2 separate regions of the Mus musculus genome follow, and region 2 is linked to region 1. Evidence: chromatin contacts called from public HiChIP or PLAC-seq data. All regions are on one chromosome and are shown on one strand. The core of a region is the stretch at or near the end of the contact, and the rest is flanking DNA. Distances in the headings are between cores, read along the strand shown.

The links. HiChIP or PLAC-seq counts read pairs in DNA pulled down with a chosen protein or histone mark.
Region 2: an HNF4G HiChIP or PLAC-seq map of pancreatic cancer cells shows a contact between it and region 1. The contact joins two enhancer-like sites. A contact is called at or near these places in 2 of 39 promoter capture datasets (fetal liver and neutrophils), 3 of 115 datasets of contacts at active chromatin or transcription factors (bone marrow-derived macrophages, large pre-B cells and pancreatic cancer cells) and 1 of 9 other capture datasets (adipose tissue).

What each region holds. Positions count from the first base shown.
Region 1 is chr6:134,818,676-134,821,375 of GRCm38.p6, reverse strand. It overlaps 1700055D16Rik (RIKEN cDNA 1700055D16 gene), which reads right to left. Exons shown (of 2, transcript NR_151454.1): 2 at 1-993. Among named protein-coding and RNA genes, the nearest start is that of Crebl2, 10 kb to the left of the region's middle. Within about 2 kb of position 1,420, at least 33 of the 459 cell types and tissues checked have an H3K27ac peak or open chromatin away from gene starts, as enhancers often do. A contact at or near this core is called in pancreatic cancer cells, where this site is marked.
Region 2 is chr6:135,025,157-135,027,856 of GRCm38.p6, reverse strand. No RefSeq gene overlaps it. Among named protein-coding and RNA genes, the nearest start is that of Ddx47, 15 kb to the right of the region's middle. Within about 2 kb of position 1,441, at least 69 of the 459 cell types and tissues checked have an H3K27ac peak or open chromatin away from gene starts, as enhancers often do. A contact at or near this core is called in pancreatic cancer cells, where this site is marked.

The DNA.
Region 1 (2,700 bases), core at 171-2,670:
TGCTTTTAACCGCTGAGCCATTTCTCCAGCCCCATGGATGGTTTTTATAAACTTAGTCATACCTGTCCAAGACGAATGGCACTGCTTTGCAAAGGTCTTTCTAATGGCTAAACCTTATTGTTGAAGATATAACACACGTTGGTTGCAGGACATGAAGAAATCAATGAAGGACTGACCTGAAAACCTTTTCCCTGCTGGTCATGTTTCACAGTGCTGGAAGATACTCTGCAGCCCCACTAGGGAAGAAGAGCCATCAGTGGATTTACCCAGCAGTGGATCCTGCATATTACAACGCCGGCCTGCCAGGCAAAGTGTGCCTACCTGTGCAATAGCAGCATAGCTACTGTGGAGATAACCAACTGTTTCCTGCTTAGATTTGAGGAAGGAATTCTCTCTACAGGAGACAATCCATGCCTGGTACTATGGTCTAAAGCTCATGGCTATAGAGGAACCTCTACTCTTATTTGCTAAATGGACATGCTGTCAAACAGCCTTCTAAAATATTTACATTTATAACCATACATTAGTGCTGCTCTCAACCTGATTACTGGTCAAAATGCTGAGGATAAGGGACTCTTGAGAGCTCACCCCCAAACGGGACGTTTATATCAGTCCTACAACCCCTCCACCCACAACTCAAGGACTGTCAAGGAAGATGGGGCAGAAATAACGCAAGAGTGGAAGGTCAGGGAGGGGTGCTGTGAAATGCTTTTATGGGCATGGCATGGCTATGGCACTCATGAGCTCACAACAGCTGTGCTTACCAGCACAAGACCTGCATGAGATCAAGTCAGTCAACATTCCAGCCTGGAGGGGAGAGGAGTTCACGAGGCTTTCCCACAGCCGAGGAACTGTTGGCAATCCACAAGTTCAATTGATGAGCAGGAGAGTCATTTTTCTTTAGGAGTGTGTCTATTGTTACGTTACCCAGGCTCCAGTGGATGGCTCCACAGTCATGTGCATGCAGGCAGTGCTAGCCAGACTCAATAGGCTCTAAAAAGAAAGACAGGAAGGTAGGAAGAGAAAATATTAGGGAAACCCAGAGGAGTAGCCATGGGGATTTCTGTTGGATACAAACAAGATACATTGTATACATGTTTGAAATTGTCAACTTGTCAAAGAATAAATTTAAAATATTCAAAACATACTCAACACACACACACACATTCACAACAAATGCACACATAGAGAGAAAGGTCTTAGTGCAATATGATGATATAATGCCTGTGATTTCAGAGCTCAGAAGGTAGAAACAGAACGACCAAGAGCAGCCTTGACAGCACGAGACCCTGTCTCAAAACACTCTAGTTAAATCAATAGGATTTTGCCACCCAGTGGAGTTTTCCTCACTGCTCTTCCTAGGGTGCTCACCTGAACTGTTTCTGCTGCATCTCTTCATGTGACGGATGAGTCACGGCTTTGCTACCCTGATTTGTTTGTTTTTATAGTACTGGTGGTTGAACAAGAGCTTTGTGCATGCTAAGCAAGCTGTTCCAACTGAGCCACGTCCTCAGCCTTTTTGTTTGTTTTGAATCTAAGAATGAAGAATCTAGCTCTTTTGCTCTCCCTCTCCCTCTCCCTCTCCCTCTCCCTCTCCCTCTCCCTCTCCCTCTCCCTCTCCCTCTCCCTCTCCCTCTCCCTCTCCCTCTCCCTCTCCCTCTCCCTCTCCCTCTCCCATCTCCATCTCTCTCTCTCACTGGCTTTCTCTCTTTTACTCTTTCTCATTCTGTAGACCAGTGGCCTTGAACTCACAGAGATCCTAGGATTAAAGGCATGCTCCACCACGGCCAGGCAAATAGTCTCTTTTTATACCTGTTTTCAGACTTGGTTTGACCAGATATCATCATCATCATCATCATCATTGTCATCATCATCATGAGTGTGAGTGTGTGTGTGTGTGTGTGTGTGTGTGTACACACGAGTGAGTACAGACGCCACAGTGTGCATATGGAGATCAGAGAGAACTTTGTGGAGCTGAGTCTCTTCTACCTTTCTGTGGGTTTGAGAGTCACACTCAAGCTATTAGGCTTTCATAGCAAGAACTTTACTGTCTGAGCCACCTTTTGGGGCCCAAACTGGTATTTTTCTAGAGCTTTCTGCTAAAAATTTTGGACAAGTAAATACAGAACTCTTCAGGGGTTTTGCATAGTTAAGTTTGTCCTTCCTTCCTTCCTTTCTCCCTCCCTCTTTGGTTTTGTTTTTTGAGAGAGGATTTCTCTTTGTAAGAGCCTTGGCTATCCTGGAACTCATATGCCAGGCTGTCTTAGAACTCCCAGAGACCCGCCTATCTCTGCCTCCCAAGTGCTGGAAATAAAGGCCTGTACCGAAGCACATACTTTCTATTGCCAGTGAACTTTGTTTCTTTTTGTTCTTTAGTTATTTAAATAATCACTATGTTTCCCTAATAAGAGAGAATAGTCAGAACTAATTAGTTCTGCTACAGGGCTCATTTTGTAATACAGCATGAGGCTTTATTTATTTATTTATTTATTTATTTATTTATTTAGAACAGGGTTTTATGTAATCCTGAATGACCTTGAACCTGCTATGTATCTGAGGATGATGTTGGGCTCCTGGTTACACAGCACCTAGCTTAACAGGAATTTTAAAGTGTGTGTGTGTGTGTGTGTGTGTGTGTGTGTGTGTGTGTGTGTGTGTGCTTATTATATGTGAGGGTGTTTATGTGGACTTCAGAGGACA
Region 2 (2,700 bases), core at 192-2,691, 210 kb before region 1:
GAGGACTCATCTTCAGAGAATGGAGGGGAAAGAGCCAGTGTTCAAGGCTGGGAGGTAAAATAATATATATGTACACACACATATCTGTATATATATACTTTTTATAAATTTATAAAGATATATATAAAACACTTTGTCTCTGTTCTGTAACACACTCTCTCTCTCTCTCTCTCTCTCTCTCTCTCTCTCTCTCTCATCTCTATCTCTGGGGTGGTATGGTGTGTGTGGGTATAAGGGTATGTGTTTTGAACATGGGAAGGCTCACTCGTGTGTGTGTGTGTGTGTGTGTGTGTGTGTGTGTGTGTGTGTGTGTGTGTAGGCCAGAGGTCAACATCCAGTGTCTTCCTTGATTGCTCTTCCTATCATATGGGTCTCAAGGACCAAGCTCAGATAGTTAGGCTTGGCAGAAAGCTCCTTTACCCACTAAATCACCCCACAAGCCCACAACCATATTTTTTTGTTTTTGAGACAGAGTTTCTCATTGAACCTAGAGTTCACCAATTGACTACACTGACTGGCTAGAGAGTCCCAGATGTCCAGCCTCCCTTCCCAAGTGCTGTGATCACAGGCACAGGCCACCACACCAACTGTTCATGAGTTCCGGGGATCTGAACTCAGGCCCTCCTACTTGTACAGCAAGCACTTCAGCAGCTGAGACGTCTGTCCAGCCTCTCATTTTCTTTTTAATGCCAGGAATCAAACCCAGAGCCACGTGCATGTAAACACAGCCTTTGCCATTGAGCTATGCCCTCAGGCCCACAGCCCAATATTGCTGACCATCATGCCTGACTGCTGCTATCATTCTTTTGGATGGAGGACAAGTCCCCATCACTTTGGGCCAAAGACAAAAAGAATAAGTGACTCACTAGCTCCCTGGCACCAAGCCATGAGATAACATGGACAAGTGAAAGCTATGGACTGGCCTGGATGAGGGTACAGCAAAACAGAGGGATATATCGTGAAAGAGGATTCAAGACCCTGAACAACTTACTCTCATACACACTGTGCATTGGGAAGGAAATGCCTGTATTCCCAGGCTCCAGACTGGAGGGGGAGAACCAGGAGTTGGTGACCTATCAATACCTAGATAGGCAGGGGAGACTTTAGCACAAATGGAAAGCTAGCACAGATAGGGACCAGGGAACAGAGCAAGGCTGCATTTTATACAGCATTTAGTTCTCCCAGTCCTAGAGTCTGGGTAACCCAGAGATCCCTGCACACAAAAGGCAAGCTCTCTACCTGTGAGGAAACACCCCAGGCCTGGCCTGGCAGTCCTGTTAAAGACTATCACCCTTCAGATACCTATAGGTACTTCTCATACCTGCCCTGATTGCTACCCCTTAGTCACTGCAGGCCACACAAGAGTACACTGTGTGCCCTTTGATTCTGCACTGCACCCCAGTCACTGCTCACTAGTAACTATTTTTTCCCACAGAGGAAGTGAGGGCGAGCATTTCCCCCTTCTGCCATCTACCGGTGAAAACGAAGATGTTCTGTTATCCTCTCTTAATGGTTGCCCATTGGAAACTAAGTTGGCATCTGAAAGCTTATAGGCATAACACTCATTTGTTATGTGGAGCACATTTAAGGAAATGCAATACTGCCACCACTGGCTGATTCCTTTCGTTCAGTAAGTGCTTGTTGAGTGTATAATGTGAAATGCATACAAAAGACACACATACACATCATATAAGGACTGAGATTTGGAATCAAATTTGGTTTTGTTTTTTTGGTTTGTGTATGTGCTTTTGTTTGGGTCTTTTGACCTAAAATTTTTTTGCATCTATTTATCAGAGGTAGGGTGGAAACTATCACAGGATGTTAAGAGATTAAGAGGAAGTTCTGTGAGTCAGTTCTCTCATTATATGAGTCCTGGGGGGATCAATCTCAGGTCCTCAGGTTTAGTAGCAAGTGCCTTTACCTGCTGAGCCACCTCACTGGCTCTGTTTTCCAAAAGATGGGGTTTCCACGTAGCCCAGGCTGGCTCCAAACTACCTACGCAGCTGATGCTGGCCTTGAACTCCTGATCTTCCTGCTTCTTCCTCCTAAAATCTGAGATTACTGGTATCAGATGAACAGATGGCTGTAAGCAGACGAAAGCTCTACCATGGTTTGAGAATGGCCCCCAATGCATGGAGGTGTTTGGGAAGAATTAGGCGGCGTGTCCTTGTTGCAACAGGTGTGTCACTGGAGGTAAACTTGGAGGCTTCGAACGCCCATTCCAGGCCTAATCTCCTTCGTTCTGCCTCCTGTTTGTGGATCAGATCTAAGCACTTAGCTACTGCCATGTTCCCTAGCTTGATGATCATGGCATAATCCCGAAACTATAAGCAAGCCCCCAATAAATGCTTCCTTTTATATGATGTCTCCTCACAGCAACAAAGTCTCTAAGACAAGCTCCAGCGGTATCAACAGGTATGAGGGTCCTACAGACTGTGTGGCCTCCAGCTGAGCATGTTCTTGTCTTCAATCATGGCCCAGAGCTCTTGTCTACTTAGGTGTGACTGTTTGGCGATACTTCCCAGACCTCAAGTTTCTGCAGTTATTTTTAGCTGTAGTTTTAGTGCATTCTTGAGACAGGTGAGGCATAAAGAATGTAGGTGTGGGTCACCCTTGAATCTCCAGTGCTTGGGCTGAGTCTCTTGTCATTCCAGCCCAAGAGTGACTCACACCCTTTTATTATCTGCCCCAAGGCTAGGT